7 separate regions of the Mus musculus genome follow, and regions 2, 3, 4, 5, 6 and 7 are each linked to region 1. Evidence: chromatin contacts called from public Hi-C and HiChIP or PLAC-seq data. All regions are on one chromosome and are shown on one strand. The core of a region is the stretch at or near the end of the contact, and the rest is flanking DNA. Distances in the headings are between cores, read along the strand shown.

Evidence for each region. A called contact is a pair of places that touch in the nucleus more often than the background predicts. HiChIP or PLAC-seq counts read pairs in DNA pulled down with a chosen protein or histone mark.
Region 2: an H3K27ac HiChIP or PLAC-seq map of stem cell-derived neural progenitor cells shows a contact between it and region 1, with 7 times the contacts expected there. The contact joins the promoter of Ntsr2 here to the promoter of Trib2 in region 1. A contact is called at or near these places in 11 of 39 promoter capture datasets (the 3T3-L1 cell line, 3T3-L1-derived adipocytes, the C10 cell line and 7 more), 7 of 484 Hi-C or Micro-C datasets (the N1E-115 cell line, brown adipocytes, embryonic stem cells and 3 more), 15 of 115 datasets of contacts at active chromatin or transcription factors (T-cell acute lymphoblastic leukemia, astrocytes, cardiomyocytes and 11 more) and 1 of 9 other capture datasets (embryonic stem cells).
Region 3: an H3K4me3 HiChIP or PLAC-seq map of neural progenitor cells shows a contact between it and region 1, with 31 read pairs. The contact joins the enhancer-like site here to the promoter of Trib2 in region 1. A contact is called at or near these places in 6 of 39 promoter capture datasets (the 3T3-L1 cell line, embryonic stem cells, liver and 2 more), 2 of 15 datasets of contacts at CTCF or cohesin (the NIH/3T3 cell line and large pre-B cells), 5 of 484 Hi-C or Micro-C datasets (adipose-derived mesenchymal stem cells, cerebral cortex, large pre-B cells and 2 more), 22 of 115 datasets of contacts at active chromatin or transcription factors (VIP interneurons, astrocytes, cardiomyocytes and 15 more) and 1 of 9 other capture datasets (embryonic stem cells).
Region 4: a Hi-C map of B cells shows a contact between it and region 1, with 24 read pairs. The contact joins the promoter of Lpin1 here to the promoter of Trib2 in region 1. A contact is called at or near these places in 8 of 39 promoter capture datasets (the C10 cell line, cranial neural crest, embryonic stem cells and 4 more), 2 of 15 datasets of contacts at CTCF or cohesin (the NIH/3T3 cell line and large pre-B cells), 14 of 484 Hi-C or Micro-C datasets (B cells, CD4 T cells, CD8 T cells and 9 more), 19 of 115 datasets of contacts at active chromatin or transcription factors (astrocytes, craniofacial prominence, double positive thymocytes and 15 more) and 3 of 9 other capture datasets (embryonic stem cells, liver and macrophages).
Region 5: a contact with region 1 is called in an H3K4me3 HiChIP or PLAC-seq map of forebrain, with 10 times the contacts expected there. The contact joins the enhancer-like site here to the promoter of Trib2 in region 1. A contact is called at or near these places in 18 of 39 promoter capture datasets (the 3T3-L1 cell line, 3T3-L1-derived adipocytes, the C10 cell line and 11 more), 1 of 15 datasets of contacts at CTCF or cohesin (large pre-B cells), 4 of 484 Hi-C or Micro-C datasets (CD4 T cells, bone marrow-derived macrophages, cerebral cortex and 1 more), 26 of 115 datasets of contacts at active chromatin or transcription factors (CD4 single positive thymocytes, T-cell acute lymphoblastic leukemia, bone marrow-derived macrophages and 19 more) and 1 of 9 other capture datasets (liver).
Region 6: an H3K4me3 HiChIP or PLAC-seq map of embryonic forebrain shows a contact between it and region 1, with 6 times the contacts expected there. The contact joins the promoter of Greb1 here to the promoter of Trib2 in region 1. A contact is called at or near these places in 4 of 39 promoter capture datasets (the C10 cell line, hippocampal neurons, liver and 1 more), 5 of 484 Hi-C or Micro-C datasets (embryonic stem cells, hematopoietic stem and progenitor cells, nephron progenitors and 2 more) and 6 of 115 datasets of contacts at active chromatin or transcription factors (astrocytes, double positive thymocytes, embryonic forebrain and 3 more).
Region 7: a contact with region 1 is called in an H3K4me3 HiChIP or PLAC-seq map of embryonic limb bud, with 10 times the contacts expected there. The contact joins the enhancer-like site here to the promoter of Trib2 in region 1. A contact is called at or near these places in 13 of 39 promoter capture datasets (the 3T3-L1 cell line, 3T3-L1-derived adipocytes, HPC-7-derived erythroid cells and 9 more), 2 of 15 datasets of contacts at CTCF or cohesin (the NIH/3T3 cell line and large pre-B cells), 1 of 484 Hi-C or Micro-C datasets (nephron progenitors), 23 of 115 datasets of contacts at active chromatin or transcription factors (craniofacial prominence, differentiating embryonic stem cells, embryonic basal ganglia and 14 more) and 1 of 9 other capture datasets (embryonic stem cells).

The regions. Positions count from the first base shown.
Region 1 is chr12:15,814,465-15,818,360 of GRCm38.p6, forward strand. Trib2 (tribbles pseudokinase 2) reads right to left here and starts at 2,321. Exons shown (of 3, transcript NM_144551.5): 1 at 767-2,321. The coding sequence starts at 1,036. It overlaps Gm5432 (a long non-coding RNA gene), which reads left to right and starts at 2,473. Exons shown (of 3, transcript XR_001780551.2): 1 at 2,473-2,633.
Region 2 is chr12:16,651,607-16,655,749 of GRCm38.p6, forward strand. It overlaps Ntsr2 (neurotensin receptor 2), which reads left to right and starts at 1,864. Exons shown (of 4, transcript NM_008747.2): 1 at 1,864-2,517. The coding sequence starts at 1,894. It also overlaps a transcript of Lpin1 not described here.
Region 3 is chr12:16,432,462-16,436,309 of GRCm38.p6, forward strand. No RefSeq gene overlaps it. Among named protein-coding and RNA genes, the nearest start is that of Lpin1, 160 kb to the right of the region's middle. Within about 2 kb of position 1,995, at least 13 of the 459 cell types and tissues checked have an H3K27ac peak or open chromatin away from gene starts, as enhancers often do. A contact at or near this core is called in VIP interneurons and neural progenitor cells, where this site is marked.
Region 4 is chr12:16,587,358-16,591,215 of GRCm38.p6, forward strand. Lpin1 (lipin 1) reads right to left here and starts at 2,413. Exons shown (of 21, transcript NM_015763.4): 1 at 2,361-2,413.
Region 5 is chr12:16,548,762-16,552,772 of GRCm38.p6, forward strand. Lpin1 (lipin 1) reads right to left here. Exons shown (of 21, transcript NM_015763.4): 15 at 116-242. Among named protein-coding and RNA genes, the nearest start is that of Lpin1, 39 kb to the right of the region's middle. Within about 2 kb of position 2,375, at least 30 of the 459 cell types and tissues checked have an H3K27ac peak or open chromatin away from gene starts, as enhancers often do. A contact at or near this core is called in cerebral cortex, forebrain and hippocampal neurons, where this site is marked.
Region 6 is chr12:16,799,378-16,802,982 of GRCm38.p6, forward strand. It overlaps Greb1 (gene regulated by estrogen in breast cancer protein), which reads right to left and starts at 1,509. Exons shown (of 35, transcript NM_015764.4): 1 at 1,270-1,509.
Region 7 is chr12:16,486,161-16,490,112 of GRCm38.p6, forward strand. No RefSeq gene overlaps it. Among named protein-coding and RNA genes, the nearest start is that of Lpin1, 100 kb to the right of the region's middle. Within about 2 kb of position 1,636, at least 2 of the 459 cell types and tissues checked have an H3K27ac peak or open chromatin away from gene starts, as enhancers often do.

The sequences.
Region 1 (3,896 bases), core at 1,071-3,570:
AGGGGAGTAGCAATGGGGGTGTGCAGTCAGGGAGTCTGAAGACGCGAAGAAACCTAGACAAAAAGAACCAAAGGATTCGTTGTTCACCCAAAGGTGCGCAAGGGGCGAATTTCCACCCCAACCTTCCTTTCCAGGCTTCAAGCCGAAGAAAGAGCTTTAAAACTCCTCTTTTCCCCGGCTAGAGCCTTGGTCTCAGCCAGAGGGGACACTTTTTGTGTCTCTTTTAAAAGGCCACCTTTGGAACAAAGGTTTAACACCTGCAGGCTGCTAAGAACAATGGCTACAAAAGAAACCAGAGGAGCAGCGTTTGAAAACCAACCGGGGATTCCCTAGTCCTTGCAGCGAGGGGAGGGGAATCGACTCAGAGAGAGAAATGCCCAGGCAAGGGGAATCAGCCCGGTGCACCCGAGCTCTACGAGCCTCCTAAGGGGCACGCGTGTCCGTGCCCCAGTTCAGATTCGCCGCCCTCCCTTCCCGGATCTCCCCAAAACGCCCCCGCTGCAGCCCGCCTCATTGTCTGAAACGGTCTGAAAACTTCGCAACTAGTCGAACGTGGACAGACACACAAATAAACCCTCTTAACGAGGCCACGCATAATGATCCCGGGAGTCTTTCGCCCCTGGACTTGAGAGCTTTCCGACCTCCCGCACCGTCCCCGGCCCCTGGCAAAAGACCCAGGATGATTTTTTTTTAATTTTTTAAAAAAAAAATTTTAATTTTTTTTAAGCAAAAAAACAAAACGCAAAAGCAAAGCTGGGCTGGTTACCTTGCAAACCAGCTCCTCTCCGCTGTGCAGATGCACAGCGCGGAAAACGTGGTCTCCCTCCAGAGGCTCCAACAGTAAGTATTTCCCGATGCAAGAAACGCAATGCGACAAGTTCGGAGTCTCGGGCGGGCTCGGAGAGCCAAGGTTCGGGCTGAAACTCTGGCTGGGCTCAGCGGACCTTATAGACGACAGCTCTTCGAAATCCTGGGTTTTGTTCCGCGATCTCCCATATCTCGCTATTGTGATAGGGGTAGACCTGTGTATGTTCATGAGTGTGAGGATCGCACACGACAAAACAAACAAACAAACCAAAAAACCCCTCTGGAGAGATGGATGAGCCGCGCCGGTGCAGGCGCCTCGGTGCTACCGACTTAAAAGGATCAAGAAGGGAGGGGACCCGTCTGGGGCTCCGTGGAGGAAGAGTTAAGAACTAGCCCCCAGATGGGCGCTGCAGGGCTGGTCCCCGGCTGCGAGCCCCGCTCCCGGGGGTGCTCGCTCTGCGGACAACTCGGGTCCTTTTGTTACCCAGAAGCTGCCAGCGCGGTGCAGAACCGCACGCTGGACTCAGTGGGTCTCTGTTCGCAGCGTGGATCTGGACGAGTGAGCGTGCCTCTGGGGTGAGGAGCTGCAGCGCCGGGCTTCTGAGCGATCCCCAGCTGAGGATCCGCAGACCGGGCGGAGAAGCCCTGCGTGGAGTTTGTGCAGTCTTCAGGGAGCGCGCGGCGCCGGCTCGCCCTCCACGCGTTAGAAACCAAACAAAAAGAAAAAGGAAATAAGCTCGGGTCTACCGGCTCACGCCGCGCGGCAGCCAGAATCCGCGCTGCACCCCCCTCTTTTTGGTGGAAAGGGTGGGGGGCGTGTAAGGGGGGTGCTAGAGAGGGCAGTTACCTAAGTCTTAACTGTAGATGGCGTCTGAGGCTTTTCCAAAAAATCGCAGAGCTGTCTCTCTCAAGAAAAAAAAAAAAAGACAGAAAAAAAAAATTGCAAAGGCGCTTTTAACTTGGGGCGGTCAGCAGTGGCAACAAAAGATTGCAAAAGCTGAGTAGGGAGTGCGCGGAGTAGGGCAGGCACAGGTACCGCGACAAAGCCCAAGGCAGAGCCCGCGCGGTCAGCACTAGCTCTTGCTGTCGCTGCTCACGTCCCAGATCCTCCTCCGATGAAGCAAGAAGTGCGGGCGGTGACCTGGGGGGTACCAGCAGCAGGAGCTTTCCGGGGGTCCTGCAGGAGCTGCCAGCAGATGCTCCCCGGACTCCGTCAACCCGCGGCGTTCCTTTTCCGCTGCACAACTGGGTCTTGAGCCTTGAAACAATTTGCAAACCACTCTTGTCTCCCGATGCCTTGCGACCAAATTGCACGGCGGGGTTTGCTCTGCAGGAAAAATAAAAATCGACGGCTTGTCTTCTTTTCTTATTATTTTTTTTTTCTTGCCACCCAGAAGTAGGAGAGGACCGTGTATTTAAAAATTAAAGGGGATGGCCACGGCGCCCTAGGCCAATCCCGGCGCTCAAGCACGCCCGCATCCCCGGGCGAGGCGGTATTAATAGTTACTTACGTGGCCGGGGATCTCGGAGCGAGCCCGGCTGTGTGTGCGCGTATGTGTGCGCGCGCGCCTCGCTTGCTCGCGCTCGGTCTCCCCATTCAATGTCACCGACACATTTCCACAGAGCCCCCGCCCTCTTCGCCGGCCCCGCCCTACCCACGCCCCGGCCCCTGTCATTGAGCCCGGAGCCCATCAATCAGCGGCGCCGCTGCCAGTGCGCGCGCGGCTCCCCTGCGCCCGCCGGCGGCCAGGGCTGCTGCCGCCACTCCTGCAGTGCCCCCACTGGGGGCGCCAGCCTCGCCCCCGGATGGCTCGGCCAGGCGCGAGGTAAACAGTGCTTTATATCCTTCCGCAGTCCAAGGGCTCTGGGCTCCCCTGGCCTGCTGTTCGCGCTGCAGCGACAGGGATGCTGGACTGTGTATCTGCCACCGTCGCCACGCAACACCGGCAGGCTCAGGTCAACTTTGAGACTTAGATCCTCTTCCCCGGGATTTTCCGCAGAAAGCCTCGCATCTTCTGGGTACCGGGCACCCCTCTGCTGCTATGTTAACCTGAACAAGCAGTTCCCCGCGGGTTTTAAAAAAAATGAAGGATTCTTGCAGCCCACAGTCTCTAGAATTAGTTTTATTCTTTCTCTCCGGTTGCTTATCATTTCAACAGAAGTCCATTGTGAGCTTGTAGTTAGTGTCACCACCCCTCCCCCACTTACCAGTTATAGGATTGGGGATCCTTTCAGAGTCTTTTGACTTCAGGACAAGGTCTTTGGGGAGAGCTCAGGAACACACACCTTTGCACCCACACTTCCAGCAAAGGATGTTGGCTCCTAGCCAAGGAGTCAGGCTTCTCCAGCCCCGGCATCTCAGTATTTAGGCCAAGAACACATTCAATACCGGGTTCAACGGAAGGCTGCACTTTGACCCTTGCTTATTCTTAACTTCCTGGGAAGGTTCTGGACCATTGGCTTGAACAGACCTGGGGAAAGTTCAGACCACAGCTTAAGCCTCTTGACTTTACCTAATGCATCCTGGTAAGAGTAGCAATGTAGCAGGGGAAAACAGAAAGAGAAAGAAGCAACCAAGGTCTGGGGCAAGACTGCTGGGCTTACTCTTGAGTTTTTACCCGCATAAGGCACCTCTTTCTATGAGGGAGGTCACTCTGTAACAATATTCTGCACTACCACTTTTGAACAGAAATAGAGAACTAGTTATAATTATACTTAACCGGGACAATAGTGGCTCTAATGATCAGGAGTTCCCTGAGGGTTGTTTCAGAGTAGTGAATGGACCTTGCTTGTTCAGCTAGCCACCCTAGAGGACAGATCTTGAGAAGAAACTAAAATGCCCCATGTCTTCTCATAGATCTCCCATCCTTCTCCCCACTCATCTGCCTTAAACTCAGACTCTGATCCCTAAACTGTCCCTTAAGGGGACCACAGCTTGAGGAAGTCACCATGACTACAGAGTAGTGTGCCATGCAGTCTCTGCCCAGTTCAAGAACAGGTCCTAGACAAACAATCTCTACAGAGGATCCATTGAGAAAGGTTCCCTGGGGCCTCTGTTGGGTGACTGTCACCAAACTTTCTTGTAGAAG
Region 2 (4,143 bases), core at 614-3,113, 840 kb after region 1:
ACCAGCTAACTGACACGCAGTTACACTGCATAAGGTATGTTTGAGCAAATAGCGATGCATGAATCAGCCAGTGCCCAGCATTGTAATGGGTCCCACGGGGGACAGGAGGGAATGGCTTTCATAATGCAAATCCAGAAATATTTCATGGGTTATAGTTACATAGCCACAGTGTCTGCTCTGGGTTGGTAGAAGAGTCCCTGCGGTAGAAGTATGGTTAGTTGGCAGCTTCGGGAGGTAAAGCCAATGTTTTGTTTAATAAAGGCATTTACAGTAAATATAGCCCTTCAAGATGTGCTTATGTTTGAGCTGAGCAAGCGCATTGTATTAGCTACTTTCAGGGATGCTCAGACAAACCTGACAAGAGCATCTTCAGGGAAGAGAGGCTTTGGTTCTGCTCCGCAACGCTGTGCTTCTCTGTATCTGCCTGCGTGCTCATCTCTCCAACTCTGGTTTGGAGATAAAGGCATGGAGTGCGTGTTGTTCCCCGTCCATTCCCCACCTCAGAAGCCTTCCCATATAGAAGGAGAATAAATCTCAGTTTCATTGTGGATATGGATCTGGAAGAAGATGAAACTGATTGTCACTGGGCCATACAACCTGTGAGGTTGGAAAAACAGAATCCGGAGGTATGGGTGTCAATCTAATTCTGTCCCCAGTAGACACTAGACCTCCTCTGAACAGGAAGATGGGTATCCAAAAAGTCTTCCAGCTCCAGAGTTCTCATTTCTTCATGAGCTCACAAATACGCACAGTTTAACAGATTTAACACACACTCGTCCCTCTGCTCTGAGGGTGACATCCTGGGACAGTGTGATACCAGGAGGGTGCGTGCACTGGCCACCTTCTTGAGGTTATTACTGCGACAGAGTGTCATAGTTAGGGTTGTACTGCTGTGAACAGACACCATGACCAAGGCAACTCTTATAAAGACAACTTTTAATTGGGGCTGGCTTACAGGTTCAGATGTTTAGTCCATTATTATCAAGTCAGGAGCATGGCAGCATCCAGGCAGGCATGGTACAGGCAGAGCTGAGAGTTTTACATCTTCATCTGAAGGCTGCTATGAGAAGACTAACCTCCAGGCAGCTAAGATGAGGGTCTTATAGCCCACACGCACAGTGACAAACCTACTCCAACAAGGCTATGCCTTTTTTTGTTTTTTGTTTTTTGTTTTTTGTTTTTTGTTTTTCTGAGACAGGGTTGGCTGTCCTGGAACTCACTCTGTAGACCAGACTGGCATCGAACTCAGAAATTCGTCTGCCTCCCAAGTACTGGGATTAAAGGTGTATGCCACCATGCCCGGCTAAGGCCACGCCTTCTAATAGTGCCACTCCCTGGGCCAAGCACATACAAACCATCACACAGAGGCAGCCAGGTTAATGAGAGCAAAGTTGCTGAAGCCTGGCAAAGCCTTCTCTGAGCTGTCTCTTTCTCAGATTGCTCATAGAAATGACAACAAACAGACGGGGGTGAGGGATGTTGCGAAGTTCAAATTGTGTCTGTCTGTCTGTACTGTAGCTTGAGCATCTGCCTGCCAATTAACTCATTTGATCCCTAGAGAAATTCTGCAGCATGGGTAGTATTTTAAAGTTGAAAAGCAATGGGGTGGGGACAGAGGGCTTTTAAAAACCTACCCACGGGTCACATGGCTTACCAGCAATGCCATCCAGGTGAACCTCAAAGGATGTCCTCCCCCACCTTCTTCCACCAACACGTGCTTTTCTGGATGAGCCAAATGGCAGAAAGATTGAAGACTGATTCTGGAACTCCCTCCAGAGGCGTGTCCTCCCAGTTTTGGAGGTTCCCAGAAAGGAGGTGGTGCTGGCTCCCCGGGCAGCTAGCCCAGGCTCTGGGCAGTGAGAGGGAGGGAGATCAGGCCACCACGAGACAGAGATGGAGACCAGCAGCCTGTGGCCCCCGAGGCCCAGCCCCAGTGCAGGGCTGAGCCTGGAGGCGCGGCTGGGCGTGGACACTCGCCTCTGGGCCAAGGTGCTGTTCACCGCGCTCTATTCGCTCATCTTCGCGCTTGGCACAGCCGGCAATGCGCTGTCCGTGCACGTGGTGCTGAAGGCGCGGGCGGGTCGCCCCGGGCGCCTGCGCTACCACGTGCTCAGCCTGGCACTGTCAGCCCTGCTGCTACTGCTGATCAGCGTGCCCATGGAGCTCTACAACTTCGTGTGGTCCCACTACCCCTGGGTCTTCGGCGATCTCGGCTGTCGTGGCTATTACTTCGTGCGTGAGCTGTGCGCCTACGCCACGGTGCTGAGCGTGGCCAGCCTGAGCGCAGAGCGCTGCCTGGCCGTGTGCCAGCCGCTGCGCGCCCGCCGCCTGCTCACCCCGCGCCGCACCCGCCGCCTGCTGTCACTAGTCTGGGTCGCCTCTCTGGGCCTTGCCCTGCCCATGGCGGTTATCATGGGACAGAAGCACGAAATGGAGAGGGCCGACGGGGAGCCTGAGCCTGCCTCGCGTGTGTGCACGGTGCTAGTAAGTCGCGCCACGCTCCAGGTCTTCATCCAGGTAAGGGAGTGGGGAGTGGGGTACAGTAGAAGGGGAAACCTATGTCCTACAGTTAGCCTTTAACACACACACACACACACACACACACACACACACACACACACACACACACACACACACTGGGGTAGTGAAAGAAACTAAAGCAACTCCTCCAGGGTCCTTCCCAGATATTCAAAGGACCAAGGAAGGGTGCAAGCAGCATCCCTTCACTACCCGTGAGCACACAGAGGATCTGGAAGGGTAAACATGTGAAAGTGCAGAAAGGCATGCTGGCTGGTGCATCAGGACATGTGTGGGATTAGGGGCTGCATAGATGACTGGACCATCATATCTTCTGCATTGAATTCCTGGCCAGGTGTGGACTGGAGTCTTGCAGCTATTGCTTGAGATTTTCAAGTCCGGGTGTGCCAGAACAATGGATTAGACTAGGGGCACACATATGGTGGTAGAACAGAAGGGTTTGTCAGGAAGAAAAACACTTGCACAACTGAAGTGGATACAGAGCAGAAGAGGAGGGAGCTGTTAGAAGCTCAAGGGCACTGGCCAGGAGTAGAGTATGTGCCATTTGCACAGCACCTGCCTTCTCCCACATTTATAATCCATGAGCTTTTTCTACTGTTTTGTCTCTTATGTGTAGCTGTTGGTGAGGGTCCCCAGCCTTTCTCTGCCATTGGTTTCTTTCATATTAATCTTGATACCTCTTTCTCTCCACCCTATTCTCTTGCCACAGTACAAGGCTGCGGTGCCTGGCATAAAGCTCCTTTTCTCTGCACCATCCTGTGTGTATCATCTGGGTCTGGTGGGCAGGAAGGGAGGAGTCTAGGACCTATTCATCCGTCCTTCACTTACCACCTCCCTCTTCACCCAAGAGAAACCATGGAAAGAGCCAATTGTGCCCATGTTTAACCATGTCCTACGGGGCTGCCTTTTCCCTATCTGGTTCAAGTTCTTCTTGAATGGGGACAAGGGGACCAAATGCCTAACAATAGTTTGCTGGTAATGGATTTGCTTTAAAAGGAGTTTGGCATTTGAAACATCATGTCCATCTCTAGAAAGAGAGTTCAGCCATTATCTGGGAGGAAGGGAGGGAGTCCAAGGAAACTGAAGGGTTCCAGTTGGGACACTGTTGGAAGAAACTTCAAGTTAAGAAAAGGATTCAGGACAGGGATGGTGAGGAAAACAGGGACACTGAGTCAGAATTATCAATTTGCTGGCTCCCAGGAGGCCCTATTTCTGTTCTCTGTCCCTGTTGGGGCAGAACGGAGTGCTTGTCTGTTGGTGTGTGTCATTCACATGCCCAGATTTGCATGGATGTCAAAAAGAAGGCATAGATGTCATGAAAATAATTAAATGTGACCTCATGAAGGTGTCAGCGATAGGGCACAGCAGATCCTCACTATGTGTCCTCTTCTCTCCTTCCCCACTTATGCTCTAGAGACCTGATCTCTAGTTTTCCTTCCCACTGAAGCACCTAACCTGGGCCACCTGAGGGCTTTATCCCATGACCCGATGCAGCCTTTCCCCCTTCCCCTCTCTGCATCCTGTCCTCATGTAGTCTTTCCATAAGCATATGAATAAGACGTCCAACCTGCAGGCGCTACCCATTGGCCTCTAGGAAAATCACTA
Region 3 (3,848 bases), core at 745-3,244, 620 kb after region 1:
TGAAATCAGGATGCCCATGTCCTAAGGAAGCTAAAGGGTCAGCAGAGGGTGAGAGAGGTGGTTATATTACCATTGGGTACCTGTTATAGTGTTTGGTGTGTAGGGACCTTAAATCACTTGAACTTCACAGCATCTTTGTAGGGTCAGAATGGCCATCTTGTTTTAGAGTTGGGGAAACTGAGACCAGTGAAATAAAGCAACTATGATGGACCCAATGATGGGCTATATCAGAGCATGAACTTGCCTGCCTCAGAAACCTAGCCTGTTCCATGGTGTCATGGTCTCTGCCCAAGACCTCAGTTAAGCTCCACCTTTATTCCACAATTTAGTCTCCTGCCCAGAAAAACAAGATCTGTTGCCTTGAGTCCAATACCTTTTGATGCCTACCTATGATCAAGAGCTCTTGTCACTGAAGATACATAGGGGAATTCCACTGGGGTTTAGCAAAGCTGTATTCTACATCACCTTCAGCTCTGAGAAAGCTGTACCGGGCAGCAGTTGACCAATGGCCACAGGCAAGGCTGGGATCCCTGTCTTGATTCTTCTGGAAAGACCTAGGACTCCATTTCTAGGAACTTCATTTTCTGTCATGAAAAATAAGATTGGACTTGACCGTCCAGTCTGTGGGTACAAATTGCCCTGAGAGCCCATGCATTCCAACACTTCCATCTCTAAGAGGTGAGACAGTCTGGCAAAAGGTGTGACCAGTACAAGCCAAAGTCAAATAAAGCACATGCTCTCAACATAGAGGTGTAACTGCTCTGCCCTTGCCTTCAGAAAATGGAGTCATGAGAATGAAAGTGTGAGTCCTAGAATGCTCTTTCCCTGCTGTGCCTACTCAGTACTTTCTCACACCTGAAACCTGACTAAATAAAGTCTCCAAAATAAATACCCTCGGATCCATGAATAAATGCTATATGTAACAACGTATTACTTTATATGACAAAAGAGGGATTTCAGTTTAAGACTCCAAAAGCAAGGAGATGGGTTTTGGTTGTCATGCTGGACACTGAATGCTCGACACTAAATGTGCCTGCTGGTGTGCATACATGAGTGTATATTGTGTATGAAAGTCAGAGGTCCCACTTATGGCTTCCTCTGGTCACTCTCTAGTGATCAAGTAGCTAAGATACAGATATCTTCCTTAGTCACACTCCAACTTATTTCATGAGACCAGGTGTCTCACCAAATCTGGGCCTTACCAATTTGGTAAGACTGTCTGGTTATCAAGTTCCCAGGATCCTCTGATTCTTCAGTGCTGGGATTTCAAGCACACATGACTATACCCACATTTCCAAATGTGTAGTGAATAGCCAAGCTAGGTCCCAAGCTTGTAGATCAAGCACTTTACCACCTAGGCACCTCCCCAGAGCCCAGAAACTGAGAAGGCTTTGAGATATAAAAGCAGGAAACAAAGAAAATACAGCAGGAGATGCTGGAGCCAAGGGGACTCAAGCTATGGAAGATTCGGGGCCACCAGCAGCTAGAAGACAACAGGAGTGGATTCTCCCTCAGAGCCTTTGGGGGGTAGGAGAGCACAAGCATGCCCATAACTGGACTGTGAATATGGTTGTGGGGTGAAACTAGCCTCAGGCTCTTGCCCTGCAAAGTGTGAGCTCGCTCTCTCTCTCTCTCTCTCTCTCTCTCTCTCTCTCTCTCTCTCTCTCTCGTTAAAGCCCTTGGGTCCACCATGTAGCCTCTTTTATCCACTCTTTAACCTCCACCCTCAGCTTTAGCAGCTTCTGCCTTCTCTCTTCCCCTTCCAATTACCCCTCTCAGCCCTTCCATTCCTCAAGCCCCTTCCCCATAAGCTGTTCTGGAGGGCACCCTTCCCATCTACATGACAGAACAATGGGTTGAGAGCCTCCTCCCACTGGCAGCGTCACCAATCTTCATTAGGTCTATAATGATCATTAATGTGCTGGAACCACAATGCACTGGGTGCCAGCCTCATTAGCAGCAGTGTGATGAATGAGGTCCAGCTGTCCTCCCCATCACTGTGGCCTCTTGGCAAGTTTTATGAATGAAAGAAAGCATCAAAGTCCTGATGTTGGGAGAGCTCCATGCCTGGCTGGAGTCTGCAGCATCTTTATTAAAGCTCTTTAGCAAAGGTCTCTATGTCCAACCAAACCTGGCCAGGGGAATCTAGGCATATGCCTGGTAAAATACAGGGTACACAGTCAATTCTGAATTCCAGTAAACAACAATAAGTATGTCCCATGTGAATTATCCAGTGCATGCATGTACTAACAATGCATGCATTCTTTACCTGAAATTCAAATTACAGATACATTTGGGCACAAGCATTTTTATTTGCTGTGCCTGATAAACCTTGCTTCCAATTTTGTTATTGTCCTTTAAACTGCCACACCAAAGCCAACCGTCAAACTGTCCAGGCCACCTGGAGCTATGCTTGGATGGTACCCAAGAGGCTGCAGTGTTTGAATATTTGTCAGATGGGCTCTCAGCCAGGTGGGCTCATGAGGCAGAATGGAGGAAGAGAGGAAGAACTGAGGTGCTGAAGTTGCTGCCAAGAGAGTCAGGGCACAGTGGCAGATGGCTTTCTACCTCAAGGCCATCTTGTCTCCACCCATTGCTGCCAATGTGGAGTAGAGTATGGAGAGAACAGAGTCCACCCTAAGGGGAACTCTGAGAACTCTGTTTCCACTCTACATCTTCATTTATTTATTTTATGTGTGTTTAATCTTCATACATTTATGTGCATGTGATGGTTTGTATATGCTTGGCCCAGGAAGTGGCACTATTAGGAGGCATGGCCTTGTTGGGGTAGGTGTGTCATTATGGGCATGGGTTTAAGATCCTTACCCTAGCTGCCTGGAAGTCAGTACTCTGCTAGTAGATGAAGATATAGAATTCTCAGTTCCACCTGCACCATGCCTGCCTGGCTATTGCTATGTTCCTGCTTTGATGATAATGGACTGAACCTCTGAACCTGTAAGCCAGCCCCAATTAAATGTTGTTCTTCTAAGAGCTGCCTTGGTCATAGTGTCTGTTCACAGCAATAAAACCCTAACTAAGACAGTGCACCCCATGTGTGCCTGGTGTCCTCATCAGATCAGATCCCCAGGAACTGGAGTTACAAATGGTTCTGAGCCACCATGGTGGTGCTGGGAACTGAACCAGGTCCTTGGCAAGAACTACAAGTGCCTTTAGCCAGTAAGCCATCTCTCCAGCCGCTCCTTGCAGAAGTATCCAATGTAAAGATATGGACTCCCCCTTGCTCCATAACTCAACTTTCTGTACTTCTTCCTCTGTCCCTGGACCAGCTGCTGTCCCAAGCTCTCTCCCTTCCTTGTGCTTTCTCCTGTGCCTAATGGCATTGCTGCAGCTCTTCATTTCCAATTCTTCCCCCTTAGACCACGTCCTTAACCCAACCTGCTCTGTTTCTGAGGCTTTGGTGTGAGGCCATTCACTGGAACATAGTCAATCTCCCTGGGAACAAGCCACTGAAGAAATCAACTCTCCTGTCCCCAGTATCCATCAACTGCCAGTCAAACCTCAGCTAAGAACAGTGCCTCTTGTGACCTTCCCCCTCCCTACTGGAATGGTGGCTGGAATGGTTTCTAGGTCTTCTACAGGCAACCACCTCCCTTTCCATGATGTTACCTGAGTTTTGCGGGGAAAGGGTATGATAGAGTTAGCCCATCTATGGACAAGTAGGACATGATTTGCTCACTGTCTTCAACCATCCCTTTCTCTGCCTCAGTAAGACACTCACTAGCCAGGCATTTAGAGATCTTTCAGGTCTGTGTGTCACCCAATCTCCTATCTGCCCACATCAACACCTTGTGCTATAGCTTCATGGGTTACATGTCGTTTGGGAGAAG
Region 4 (3,858 bases), core at 1,163-3,662, 770 kb after region 1:
TTGGAAGCCCCAGTGTCTTTTCACACACTTGTGAGGGCCCTCTGTCCAGATACACAGCTTGGTCTAGAAGACTCTGCCCCTGGGACCTTTGTACATTGCTGTACTTCCCTGCAATCCTGCCTCGGTCGTTAGCAATGGTCACATATCCCCTGCGTTTCCAAGAGAATTGTGGCTCCATTCTGAGCCTGTAGGGTGGGTGATTCAAACAGCACCCACCACCCAGAGGTACTGGGAAGGAGCCTACGAATGGTCTTTCCTCAGTCTACATCCCAGGGAAAGCCTGGGTACTGACCCAACGGTAACAAGCAGCTCCAAAAAATACCGTACTAAGTCTCCTGTAGCAGAGTACTTCATGTGTGTTTAAAGTATGAAGGCTGTACCTACACACACACACACACACACACACACACACACACACACACACACACACACACACATGCAGAGCAGGGGACAGACACTACTGAATCAGATAAATACTGAGATATTGCAAGGATATATTCATGTTTCACAATAAACATAGTTTGAGGCAGGCAGAGTATGGTGGCACACACCCGTGATTCTAGCACCAAGAAGGCTGAGGCAGGATGACCTTGAGTTCCAGACTAGTCTGGGCAAGACAGTCAGGTCAAGAGGACAGCTCCAAGTTCACGTACAAAGACGTCCAAGTGCAGCCAATTCACCCACCAGCCTGCACCACTCCCTTCTGTTTGATTTTCAAAAGGCTCCAGAAACCAAGAACACCAACCCCATACCTAGCTATTCTGAAACAAGATACCTGTGCCCCTAAGCATTCCCACCCGCGTGCTTTTCAAATCAATTTATACCTTTATTGGTCCCTTACAGACCCTGAACCTAAGAGAGAAAAGACACACAAAAAAATGGATTCACAATCTAAGGTGGGGAAAGGGTGTGCCAAGTTATGGACCAGGGGCTAGCCTTGGGTAGCCAGGACCAGCCTAGCCCTATAAAGGGACCTCAGTGGTACCCTGGGCTGCCCCATCAGGGTGTAACAATCCGAAGTTGTAACAACCTGGAGCCTCTCGGTTCATCAGTCTAGTAAACAAAGGGTGGCCTTTCCCTCACTCTAGATAGGGAGGCTCCCAAGTGATGTCTCTGGCCCATGGATTTCCAGCTATCAGTAGTCAGTTGTCTTGCCATCTCCTGACCTTTCCCTCTCTTTAGCCTGAAGCACTGAGAGCAATAGATAAGCAAAGACCCACCCCAGCCTCCCCAGCAGACAGCACCCCACACAGAACAGCAACCAAGGATCCTATCTCCTTCATCTGAACCCCAACTTATCACCCAGGCAACAAGACTGGGCATGTTGTCCCTTTCAATAAAGTGACAAGCATCATAAGAACATTGCTGACTGCCACCTAAAAAGGGTAGAAATCACGTGAGGTGGGACAGCCACCAAGACAAAACCAAGCTCAGCCCCAGGCTTCCCAATCCAACCACCAGGCCCTACACAAGCAGGAATAAGGGCCAAAACACACACCCACACACAAAACCCGTGACAGCAGAAGCGCGCTGTCGGCAAACAGGAAGCTTTGTCAACACAGGGAATCAACACAGTGGGATCTTTCAGCCTTTCTGGGAACACTAGAAAGTCCCCTTAGTGGTGCAGATATTAGTCCTTAACTGCTTTCATTCATAAAACGTATTTTATGGAACAAAGGATAGATAGTATATGTGTGAATCCCCATGGGCCGCTATCCTCTCCTCCTAGAACCGTTACAGTCTTCCCCACAACTTCACTACCCAGTTGGAAGCTTTTTCCCACACGCCCCAGCCCAGCCCAGACCATTGCTTTCCTTCTTGCCTCCTGCCAAGGAGGGTGGGCGTCTGGAGCAACTACTGGCCACACAAATTATCAGCCAGCCACCTTGACTCTGTCCCCTTAATATGACTTAATATTAATACTTAATATGACTTCCAAAGCATTGCTTTCCCTCCCATATTCCCCCCGGCCTTTCCCAGATAAAAGTGCCTGCAGCTACTAAGGGAGCCACAGGCCCAGTGCCCACCAGACTGCAAAGCTGCAGAGAGGCCTGCTGCGAGCTTGATTATCTAAGAATCCCGGTTCCCAGTTCGCTGCCACCCAGCGGAGGCGTGCCCTTGGGCACGAAGGTCAACCTACCAGCCTAGACTCAGTTTCCTTGGCTGCAAAGCCTGAATCCTAAACCCTTTGGGATACGTCTCATCCGGGTCTCGGACCGCCACGGGGTCCCTGCAAGCTTCGACACCCCACGGGAAGGCCTGTGTCACAACACGGCCCACATCGCCTCCCTGCGGGGCCCCACGTCTCAGTAATGGGCTTTGGGGCGCAAGCTGGGCCCCGGGTCCCCATTGCTACTCACCAAGAGGATTCACGAGCAGGCGCGCACGCGTGTGGCTGCCTTTGTATGCAAACAGCGGGCCGGAGCGGCTGTCAGCTAAAGCACGGCAAGGGGCGGGGCCTGAAAGGAGGCGGAGTCTCCGGGGCGACGCCAGGGGACTCTGGAGGAGCGTGCTGCTGGGATGCTTTCAGAGCCCACAGACCCCCCCCCCACCCCACCCCACCTCCCACCTCCCTCTCATATCCCCGCCTCCCCCTTCCCATCCCATCCCTCCCCAGACTGGACTGTCTGCCTTGGCGTTCCAGGGAGTAGGCAGCCAAAGTCTTCTAATTCCACAGCCTGACCCTGTTTTGACCTTATGTCAGTTTACAATTAGTTCTTCCCCTGATGTGCCTGTCACAAGCTAGGGATCAATTCCTAATCTTAGCACTCCCACATCCTGCCTCCCTCCTGGCTAACATTCACCACCAGTCAGCAGAGCCAGGAAGGAATAAATAATAACAGACAATGCCAGGTCTGGGGGTGGAATGGCTCAAGTCAGACCAAGTCACTCTTAAGTGTCACGAGACTACTAGGAGACAAGGACTCCTATATCCCGGGCTTGCCTCAAGCTTTCTATGGGTTCCTGGATGACCCTGCACTTCGGATCTGCCTATCTTACCTCCCAAGTGTTGAGGTTACAGGCAATCCTACCCCCACCATGCCTACTTTATGCGAGCCGGGAATGGACCCCAGAGCTTCACATCCGCTAACTGAGCTACATCCAGGTAATAAATATCAAATTATATATACAACAACCCTCCGAAGAGTCAGTGCTTTCTGGGGGACAGAAGAGCAAAGACCTTGAGGAAGACTGCTGGAGAACATATACCTGGGGTCTCGTAGACCAACAGAGAGAGCCCAAGTATAATGTACCTGTCACCGGAAACTATATGCAGAAATATGAGTCAGAAATGGATGCCAGCCACAAGCAACCCAGGAGAGGGAGGTCAGAATGATGACGGGTGCGTCCCACCTTGAGAAAAACTAGTTCGTGGGGAGGTCCAGGGAGGAGTGGCTTGTGTACCCCAAACTGGTCCTAAAATCTACGAATCTAAAGGTGACCACGAACTTCCAATCCCTCTGCTTTCCGGTTTCTGGAATTACAGGTCCCCACCCCCACCCCCACACTGGGTTTCCGAGGCACTGGAGATCCCTCTCAAGGGATTCTGCCCACCAAGCAAGCTAGGACCCCAGTCCAAGACCAGGCCACCGAAGACCTGCAAGGGAACTGAGCCAGGCTGGGCTGCCTCCACCCCAGTGCTCAGGAGATCAGCACAGGCAGGGTGACTCTGAGCATAAAGACAGAGGTGGAAGCGCTCCAGCTGCACTTGGGGCAACACAAGTAGCCACAAGGGTTGTCTCCGCTGCCCACAAAGTCCTGGGGTTCTGGACCCCAGAATGAAGGCACCCTGCCCCACCTCCATCATCTCCTCCATCCTCCACACCCCCACCCCAAGGCCTTCCAGAAAGCATGTCT
Region 5 (4,011 bases), core at 1,125-3,624, 730 kb after region 1:
AGGTCTAGGAAGGGCTAAGTGGGCGCAGAAAGTAGAAGGAGCCCCCAGACCTGCAACAAAGCTGTAAACTGTCTCTGGCCATGACCCGAGGAGCAGAGCCCCAGCTGAGACCTACCAGCTGCTCCGACGTGAGCCGCAGGGTCTTTTTGTAGCTGACGTTGGACAAGAGAGAGAGGTGGCTCGAACCTGATGGCTTGGCGGCTGCGTGCTCTTCATCACTGGAGGATGACTCATGCTTTATCCTGGAACACATGGTGATACAATTAGGAAAGGCATCTGGGTAACCATTAAAAATGCATTAGGCCCGAATCAATGACTTAGGCAATTGGGTCTCTTGGGTGGTCATTTGCCATATGGCTTTAGATTTATCAATGAACTCTCCTTCAATCCCCATTCATACATGGCTTCATTGTTGAGGGGGAGGGGGCCGCCTCTCCCCAGTTTACGAACCCTCATCACTCACTGTTAACTAGTGTGATTCCACTCCTGATGAGCAGAACTGCATCCATTCTGGCCCAGAAAATCACAAACGCATACACACTCTCCTGCCTTCTTTTCTCTTTCCACAGAAGGCTGAGGGCCAAGCCCTAAAAGTCCAAATGTCTCCAATCCAAACACCATCAATTCCCTCATATCCAGCTCCAAACAACTAGGGCTTAATAAGAGTTACCAGCTCACCCCTCCCCCCAAGACTCCTATGAAGTCACTGTGAGACAAGAGCTGTGACAGCACAGCATCCACAGACCAATGCCCTGCTCCTCTACTGTCTCCTTCCTCCAGGCTGGGGCAGGAAGGCAGGGAAAAACTCAGGCTGCTGTCTTTAAGTGCACCATAGAAAGCAGGTCAGTAAATTAGTTGGTCCCTGAGCTCAATTTTATGGCTTCATCTCCAAGCTAATAGTGTCTGCTCTGCCTCCTAAGTCTTATCCCCATGCGAAGTGCTTGATAGCCTTGGACAGAATGGAAAAACCCAAGTATCCCCAAAGCAGGCCTGTCCCTGATGGTCCTGGCTGGGGCTTCTACTGCTGTGAGAAAACACCATGACCAAAAACAACACAGGGAGGAAAGGGTTTATTTCAGCTTCTCACTGCCCAGTCACAAACTCCATCACTGATGGAGGGCAGGGCAGGAACTGGAGGCAGGAGCTGAAGCAGAGACCACAAAGGAGTGCTGCTTGCTGGCTTGCTCCTCATGGTTGGTTCAGCCTGCTTTCTTGTACTACAACCTAGGACCACTTGCCGAGAAATAAATGGCACTGCCCGTGGTAAAATGGGCATCTCCTACCTCAATCATTGCACATCTTACAGATTTGCCTATAGGCCAATCTCAAGGAGGTCTTTTTTTTTTTTCAATTAAGACTCCCTCTTCTAAGAGATGCTTAGGATTGGGTCAAGTTGACAAAAAATAAATACATCAACAAGCACAGCAACTCTCTCATCCCTTTATACAAAACAACAGGCACACAGAGCTCCTTCTTTCTTTACCTCAGGAAGTGCTCCTTCCAACGTCTCTCAGCTCATCCCTGCCCTGTTCCCTGGCCTGCCTTACAGTCACCTGATAGCATCCCATACAAGACTCCTCACCACGTGGTCATCAGGAAGTGATTCAAATAGCCCCATGTTGTCCAGTACCAAGTAGTCACTAAGGGGAACACTCACACAGGACCCCACATCTGTGTGGAGGCTTGGCTCTGGATGGAGCCAAATATTGAAGAAAAAAAAAAAACAAAAACAAAAAACACAAAAACAAAAACCAGATAATAGCCTGCTCTCCGTGGGCTTTTGCCTAACAAGTCAATCACTGCACAGCCATCAGGACTGGAGAAGAAGTACTCTCAACAATCCCAAAGCTTGTCAGGATGATGCCAAAGGAGACAGGCCATGTATAGGCTGCAATTCCTTCCGGTTGATCTGAGACAGACCTGAGCTCGGCTCGAGTTGGAGTACAGGCAGCAGCTGCGATCTGAACACCCAAGGTTACCAGGCCAAGGAAACATGTGCTGCGCTACTTAAGATGAATTAATTATAACTATTCCTGCCTTTCAGCCTGTTAACCTCATCCTAAAGTCCAGAACACACTCAGTCCCACCCTCCACACCTCAGGATGCAGCAGTAACAGCCATCTGAGCCCAATGCCAGATACCAGGGGACTTTTCTCTGTACCTCCGTCAGCTCTCCCCTAAAACAGCCTGCTCAGCCAAAGTCCCTTCCCGTTCCAATATCGTACAGAGCACCCAGGGCAGACACGGCCCTCAGCCACATGACACACTCCAGACAAAGGGGTCCTCGTCAAGCGGGAGGAGCCTGAAGGGCCCTCTCTGAAGAGGAAAGCTTTGGTGCTCTAGCCAGAGTAGAGTGAAGCGAGATCTGAATGTAACTGCAGATCCTAGCAACAACAGATTGATGTGTGCCTCCTCGGAGAGGGGGAGATGAGTGTGCAAGTTGGAATAGCTGTGATTTCCATCTGCCGCTCAGGAAAAGAACGGCCCACTAAATTCATGTGGCGTGCCATGTTGACGGAATACAGGGAGGGAAACACTGACTCCAACACCAAAGCGGGAGTTGTGCAGTTGGCTGCTGGCAGCTCTCTGATGGGCACGTGGACAGCGGTTGGAGGCTGCCACCTTCCAGCCCTAACCACTCTGAGTGGAACAGGCTGTTCCTAGGCAGAGCCTTCCACATCCCTCTTGAAGTGGCTCATTAAATGTCACTTGCTTTACGGTGGCTGCAAACGGCAACAAAAGGGCCCCAAGTCATTTGAAAAATCTGTGTTCGGATGAGGAACTGTGAACAACGTTTAAGTTAGTGCTTGTCACAGCACACATTTTTCAAATGGCATTTTAATTATTTGTATGGTGACAAGCTGTTTGCTCAATTATGGAACTTTGGGGACGGTTCTGTCAGTCAAGTCTGTCAATTAGAAAGACATTCCAATGCCAGCTTCTTTAAAGGCATCCACATGACTCTGACAGGAGTGGAAGTCAAGGGTGCCACCACACAGATGAAGAGATTCACATCCCTCAGGAGAGCTTCCACACATTCCACAGTCTCCGTTCCATCACGCACAAGCCAATTTCTAACTTCTTCAGTTTGATAATGGAATCCAGAACGGGGCAGAGTGGGGCTGCGTATATACAACAGGAAAGAACTTGTCCACAGTTCAGTCCAGACAGCAAGAAAGCCCACCACAGCACGCATCAACTCCCAGAGCTGTGCTCCACAAGTGTCCTGCTGTCCCTCCACCCTCAGCCCGCCCCCATGTCCCCGAGTTCCTCCATAGCCAGAAACAGAAAGGACAGAAGTGGTGATGAGACCAGCAGTGGCACCGTGTCCTCTGTGTCCCTGTCCATACTTCCTAACAGCTCACTGGGCCCCAGGGCCATCTCCTCCAGCTCTAGGCCTGGCCTGAAACAGCAGTTAAGTTTGGAAGACACCCAGCATGTGGCCCGCGCAGTACACCTTAAAATAGTTTAAAATGCCCAGTTTAGGATTGCCGTGTGTCCTTAGGTGACTACGGTCTCGCCTGGTGCGCCTGTGCATTCATTCTTGTCACAGGCTCACTGGGAACATTCCATGAGGCTGACGGGAAAGAGAGACATCAGGGTGCCTCACCCTGTGTCACAGACAGGGATGCAGAGAAGAGTCCTGACAGTCAAAGACCGGAGAGGCGACCTGACACCACCCCTGCCCCTAAGCCCTGCTCTGAGCCACGCTGGCCTTTAGACACCACTGCAGACACAGACAGAACTCTTGACCAAAATGACAGAAGACAGTGCTGAGGCTCACACTTCTGCGTGTGTGGCATCTATCCCAGGCCTGGCACAGGAGAGCACAGAGCAGCAGGAGAAGGACAAAGTGCCACCATGTGGGCACCAGGAGCAAACCCAGAGGGCCTCCTGCCGAGAGCAGCCCATCCATGCACAACACGGTGTACATTCCAGTCTTTAGTTCTCCACCCTCTTAACCCACCCCAGCCCCACCCCTAGTTAGCCTTCTCCATGGAGAATAAGGAA
Region 6 (3,605 bases), core at 259-2,758, 980 kb after region 1:
ATCTGATTAAAATTATTAAACAAGAGTACAGCTACAAAGCCACACAAAGGATAATTTCAAATTGTCTACCAGTCTAAGACTACAACTGCTGTCCCCATGTTTAAAACATTTTAAGCCACAAACCGCTTTAGTCACCTTCAATAACAAGAAGGGCCAAGGTGGAATGCCAATTTCAAACCAAAATGACTTCTAACTCCGTGAAGAATACTCTTATCAGAATGAGGAAGAACGGATATCCCGAAGCAAATGTTGCGGGATAACCAAAAGTCACAGATCCTACTGTAAACTTTAAATGAGCCAAAGTTCAGCGTGGGAGGTTGGGGGGGGGCGTAAAGAAACTAAGAAAACCGAGATGGACTCTAAATTAAAACTCCCAGCAACATCAGCCCACCAAGCAATGCAAACTCAGACCTGCACACGTCTTTTTGAGACTAAGTTCAGAATCATCTTGTGTGACGCCCATTGTTAAAGGCAAAAGATTGTCCTTGATGGGACTAAATGGGTGTTTATTTGGTTAAATTTACACATTCATGGTTTTAAAGGGCTAATAAAACAGCATTTCAAGCCCTGGGGCAACACTTGACTCTATAATAAAAGTTGATTCAAGAAAAACTTCAGTCTATAAAATAGGTAATTTCTTTTGGTTGCTCCTCAGGACCAAGGATTAAATGAGGTTTGACAGCAAATGGCCCAGTGTCTCTCTGCATGGAGTGTCTCCTGGCCTTCCTCCACAACCCTAACCCTGATCACTGGTGGGCTGGCGGACGCGTGTGTGTGTGTGTGTGTGTGTGTGTGTGTGTGTGTGCGCGCGCACACACACACACACACACACACACACACACACTTTCTTGGACTTCAGCCAGTAGCCTTTGTTTGTGGCTCCCAACGGAGATCCAATAACCAAACTCAACCAATGATCACCACAGCCACCAGCCTTTCACAGGCTGGCCACTCTGGGAAGAAGTCCCATTTCTCCCTTGTCCCACGTGCTGCAGAAGACGCGGCTGCCACCACCCCCGGGGGGCAGCGGGCGGCAAACAGCCTCCCCAAAACGGAGCCGCGGTGTACACAACCTGGAGCAGTGCTGTCTTTTTCCTAAAGTTCTTACCTACGCAGCCGAAGCCTTCACCATGTGCCAGGAGCGCTCTGGCTCGTTCTGGCTGTGGCTCTAGATGGCTCTCTCACTCACTCACACACACGCGCACACACTGACATGGACACCTCCCACACCCCTTGGCGCAAGACCCCCAGCCCTGCGGCCACCCTCACCTCGCGCCCTTTGTCCTCATCCGGCGTCCTCGGAGCCCGCGCTACCGGAGCCGGCGCTGCGCAAAGCCCGGAGCCGCGGAGCCTGAGAGTCCGCCCGTCCGGGTCTTGCGGGCCACCGTGATTGGGGGGCGGGGGGGGGGGGCGGCAAGGGGAGACCTGAGCTGGGACTGCTGCTCCGGCTCCGGCTCCGTCCAGGTGTAGGCACAGGAGATTGGCTTGCCCCGTCCCGTCCCCGCTGCAGGCACCCACCGCCTCGCTGGGTTCTCACGGGGTTCCCGGTTTGGGAGGGGTCCGCGCGGAAGTCGGAAGCCTCCGGGGACAGAGGTCATTTGTTGCTTGGCCACAAATGCCCGAAGAGGAGGTGGGGTTGGGAGGACGAACCAGTGAGCAAGACCCCCCCCCCCTCCCAGATGTCTCCACCCGGCGCAGGGCGTGTCTGTGGACCGCAGGACAATACCCCTGCAGTTCAAGCCGACAGAGGTAGGGGACTTAGGCCCCCAACAGTGGAGATTGATGAACGCCCTACAATAAGGAAGTTGCCTAACATCAGCAGAGGAAGAGCCTGGAACCCCTAATACTAGCGGGTGGAGCCAGAACTTTCCCTGATGCGAGAGTGGGTCAGAAGGATGAGCACTGGAGGGAAGGAGCAAACCTGCACTTGCCGGTGCAAACCTTTCTGGCCCCTGTAACACAGAGGTGGCTGCGAGCAGCCAGCAGAGAAAGTGGGGGAAATTGAGGGAGCCAGACCACAGAAGGAACCCATGGTCATCAAAGCTTCCTCCTCCTCCTCCTCCTCCTCCTCCTCCTTCTTCCTCCTCCTCCTCCTCCTCCTCCTCCTCCTGCTCCTCCCTCTTCTGGAAATCCCTGTGTGTTTAGAACTTGCCAGAGACATCCCGAGCACCTTGTACCCTCCTGCCATTCAAGAACCCCAGCCATGCTAGCGAGATGCTAAGTGGGTACAGGAGCTTGCAGCCAAAAACTGAACCCCTGTGTTGGATCCTAGTTACTCACTTGAGGAAAGGTAAGAAGCAACTGCTGCAAGCTGTCCTCTGTTCCCCAAACTGCAACACACATCGAATAATAATAACAACAACAACAACAGCAGAGCGCTTGAGCCAGCCTCACAGCCAAAGGTCCTAGAAAAACAGGGAGCCTGTCTGACTAGGAGCAGGAGACAATAGGAGAATAAGCATCAATCTCCCACAAAATGGGCAGGTTGAGGAATGCTCTCCTATCCCCACTTTCCTAATGGCAGGGGCATCAACTTCCTATTCTAATTAGGAACTATTCCAAGCACAGTCGAGACTAGGAACAGTTAACATGATGAGCCCCGTGCCTAAGACCTAGCCAAGCCTAACTGACTGCAGATGTTTGTGTAATGAAATTATTCAAGAAGTAGTCCTGTCGATAGACTGATTGCCTAGGATGGGGTGAGTTCCCCAGCCATACATAAATATAAGTCAAGCTTGGTGGCCCATGCCTGTAAAGTCAGCTCTCCAGGAAATGAGACCTGGAGGATCAGAAGTCACTGTTGGCTACATCAAATTTGAGGCTAGCCTGTGCTAAGTAAAACAACAGCTCAAGAAAACAAAACAAACAACAAAAACCCCATACAGTTGGAGTCCTCAGCCAGCCATGTAGGCTGCAGCTCTTTCCTCTCAATCTATACTGTACCAGAAGGTAGGTATGTATGTACTTACTGCTGGAAGGTAGACGGTGCTTATCAGCATTGCAGCTCTCCCTGTGGGATCACACTGTTCTATTTTGTAACCTGGACCCTGTGTTCTGTTTTGCTCATGAAAATGTTTGCAAGATTCCCTTGATCTTACAGGCAGAGCCAGTTCCTTCATGAGAACTGCTGACTAATATTCCTTGTCAGTTTCTGTTCTGTTGATAGAAGAGTATGAACTAGTCTGAAGTCAACATTCTCCAGTTACAGAGTAACTGTTGCATGGATAGTTACCAACATATTTACTTCATGGTTTGTGTTAGAAACCTCTGTTGTTTTTAATTTTTCATATATATACATATATAATACTTTGGTCATAGTCCCCCACCCCAATATTGTGTTATCTTTCTCCTCCTATTGAAACCCTTCTTCCTAAGTTCCCCTACTGTTTTCATGTCTCTGTGTGTGTCTGTGTGTATGTCTGTCTGTGTGTGTGTCTGTGTATCTGCCTGTCTCTGCATGTGTATGTATCTCTATGTATATCTGTAGGTGTGAATGTCTGTGGGTATGAGTGTCTGTGGGTGTGTCTGTGTTTGTGTGTGTGTATGTCTGTCTGTCTATGTATGTGTATGTATGTATCTGTGTGTCTGTCTGTCTGTAGGTGTGT
Region 7 (3,952 bases), core at 386-2,885, 670 kb after region 1:
CAATTCATAGATTCTCTCTCTCTCTTTCTCTTTCTCTCTCTCTCTCTCTCTCTCTCTCTGTGTGTGTGTGTGTGTGTGTGTGTGTATGTGTGTGTGTGTGTATCTGTGTGTCTGTGTATGTCTGTGTGTGTATATATATCTGTGTGTCTGTGAGTATGTGAGTATGTGTCTGTGTGTGTGAAAGGGTGTGTCTGTGTGTATGTGTCTGTATGTCTGTGTGTATATGTGTCTATATTTGTGTCTGTGTGTGTATCTATGTATATGTTTGTGTGTGTCTCTGTATGTATCTCTCTCTCTTTGTGTGTGTGTGTGTGTGTGTGTGTGTGTGTGTGTGTGTGTGTGTGTGTGTGTGTGTGTGTGTAGTGTTAGAGTGGGAAAGGAAAGCAAAGAAGCAGGGGAAGATGTAATACGATGCCACCCCATCCCCAGCTTCTCCTGAACTCCATCAGCAGATTCACTGTCCCAAGGATAGCTTCACACTGTGACTTGTTAACTGGATAGGTGCTTCATGGACATTTACTCCCTATTATAACTCACAGAAGACTGTCTTCTGTAGTTCTAGAGACCTAGCTCAGGCCCTGGTACCTTACACAAACATTCTACAGCTAAGCAATTTCTCAAGTATTTAGAAATTACATAAAAATTAATAAAAGAGAGGGTATGGGGGACTTTTGGGATAGCATTTGAAATGTAAATGAAGAAAATACCTAATTTTAAAAATTAATAAAAATAATTTAGGGACCTTAAACAAGCAGAAACAACCAGGGTCAGAGGAGGTATCTTCTGTTTCCTTATGTCTTTTTTCCCCTTGCTGAGGGAGGGTGGGACTTGCTTTGAGGATCTTCCTTGAACCCTTAGAAATATCTAAGCCAGACAACAAAAGTTCAAAAGTGAAGGAAATTCATGGCTCTTCAAAGACAGAGGTGCACACCCATCCAGGAAGAAGATGTAACTGCTGTCAGGGCTGAGGGAGCAGGATTCAAAGAGGGTATCTGGCCTTGCCCCGGCACCAGGAACCTTTAAAAACAAGTCTTATGGGCAACCAAGAAAAGATAAGCTAGAAACCTGGGTCCAGTAGCAAGAAGGGGTGTTCCCTAAGAGGATCCCCAGCCAGGTCAAAGTGGAGCAAGAACTGAAGTAATAAGCCAGAACTCCAGGAAGTAGCCAACCAAGACAGTCTACCTCACAAACATTGCCATTGAGGGCAAGCTGAGTGCAGCAAGCCAGGAATAAACATTCCTTGCCTCTTAGCCCCACATCAAAGCTAAGTCATTTCAAATAATATTTTTACATTAGCACATACTTGGGAAAAATGGAAACAAACTCAAAAAAATCTGCATAACTTTTCAAATAAAACATGAGACTTCAAAGAAAGCTCTCACTTTAGGCAGGATCCAGCCAGTAGGTTTACAAGGAGAGATTTCCAAAATGAAATCTGAGACATAAGATGTGGGTGGTGGGTAGCCAGGCCAGAACTCAGTGGAGGGCCAGTCTGGGACTCGAGTCAGATCCCCACAATAAAGGACATAAGGAACATCTGGCCCCTGGCCAACCCAGCCACAGGGACACAGTTGCCCAGATTTGGAAAGTTGTCCCCCAAGCAAAGGACACCTTCATAGCCCACCCCATCTGAGTCTCAGTTGACTGCCTCTTCTTTGGCCACGCCTACTTCCTCTGGTTATCTCTCTCCAGCTGATATACACCCACACTCCTGTGTGCCTAGGTCATAGAGGCTCTCAGGTGAGGCCTTCCAGGAGCTCTGAAGTTGCACCTTTCAGGGGGAAGAAGCAAACTCCAAGGAGACAAGGAGTGAAGGGTGTTCTAAGCATAGAAAAGAAGCAAAGACAAGAAAAACATTTTTCTCAGCCACCACTGACTTTCCAGGGCAGGTAAAGATTGACAAAGTGGAACTTGCTAGGGTCCTACTGTGGACAAGAACAAGGGCTGCAGAGCACTCAGGTTGTGATCCAAACCTGTGCACATCCAATCAAGAAAATCAATCGAGGCTGCAGAGAGGAAATAATGGTCAGTCAGGGGTCAGCATCCCACAGACCTAGAACCCAACACTCTCAATGCTTGACACAGCTCAACGGCCACTGCCCAGAGTTCTACTCCACAGGACTGCGGTCAAATAAGCTATAATTAAAAGCAGATTTCTGTCCCAACAAGGCTCATTTTCACAAAAAGTAAACAAACTTTGTTCAGCCATTGCTAAGTCCCACAATATCCCTGTGTGCCGCCTCCCAGCAAGGTATGAGACCAAGAAGCCAAGCCAAGCAGTTCTACTCTGTCGCTATTGGTGTGAGTATGCTCTGTGACATCTGCCCAGTGACAGAGACCGCCTGATGACTCACTTCACATGGGTCCCTAGCATTAAGTCATCTGCGGCCATATTAAAAAACAGACTCCCACAATAAAGTGACTTTGGACCTGAAATCCTGATCTCCAAATGTGCCCATCACCTTCTCAATCAGACCCCTCACCACAGTATTCCTCTGGACCTGAAGGTCCCAAGTCTATCTCCTCTACCCCGCAAGGGTCAACCAGCCCACTTTCACCTCTACTGTTTCAGCTTTCACCACCTCTGCCCTGCTTCTCCAGGCTCCACTCCATTTCCTTGTGTGCTCTCCTGTGATGTCCCTTTGTCCATGTCACCTCTGCAAGTGCCCACTGTCCCCATGACTGTCCCAACCAGTGTACTTCTCCCCACTCCCCCACTGCTGATGGTCTGGATCCTTGTCAGTGGATGCTGCTGGGATGCTGCTATTTTGGCTGGAGGAATCTTATCCTGAGTTAAGCTTTATTGGCATCTCTTTGAAGCTACTGAGATGATACTGTGACATCTGAATTTTGCATCCAGATCAGCATTCTTGAGAGAGCAAGATGACCTGATTTTTTTTCCCCACTGAGCATTGTGATGAGTCTACAGAACAGCTGTGCCTCCCCACAGCATACACAGTAGTGGCCTCCTTTCTGAGGGGTGGGGACATTCATTTCTAGCAAAGCAGTAAGTCAGAGAATTGAGTTGGAAGCCTCAAGGGAAAGCTATGAATGAGAACTGGAAGTAGCTGATCATGGGTGAGCCTGAGACCCTACAGTCCATGCCTCCCATTATTTTATAGAGAAAAAAATGATAGAAGGAGAGGGAATGGAGGGCTGGGGACAGTCACAGGTAATTGATGTTTCAGGTGATCTTTGTTTATATGAGAGAAGTAAGGATGGAATGATATAAATAATGTTCTCATGTAGTCTCAAAAAACATAAAAATTTAAATTAGAAGGATAAATAAAATATCCATTCTTTTGTCTCTGTTCCTCCTAAATAGCATATTATGTATTTGAAATATAGCCAGGAATACTACATGAATTTCAAACATAACCACAGCCCAAGTGTGGACAGTTAACAATGGAGAAGAGAGAGAATACAGGATATAATAATGAATAATACAGTTAAAAGATAAAACCAGCATCAAATATAAACAAACTAAATCCAAATGATGGAGGGAGAAATAGGCCCACATCCATCAGCCTAGTGGTCTCACATTGAGTATTTAGATTGTGGAATTGAAGGACCAGTTGTGAATATAACCTTTGAGGGGAGAGAGGAGCATGTCCACACACTATTGTACAAGTAGGTGAGTGCATCCTGCCTAGCAGGGTGGAATTGTAGTTCCCAGGGATCACAGCTGAGTGAGACCACTGATGGCTTTTCTTACTCTGCAGCCTACATGACACCTTCTGGTGCCATGAAAGCTAACCAGAAGGGAGGAAGCTTCTAGCTCAGCTCCAGCTTGATGTTTCTATGTCCTGAATAGAGTGTGCATTACCTTCAGCAATAAGATCTCCTCATCCAGAGACAGTGGGCAACATGGGGCATTGCCAATAGACTGCATTGTGGGCCTTGAGGGTCTCCCTGATCAACAACTCAAAATCATGCTGAAGCTATGAATTTT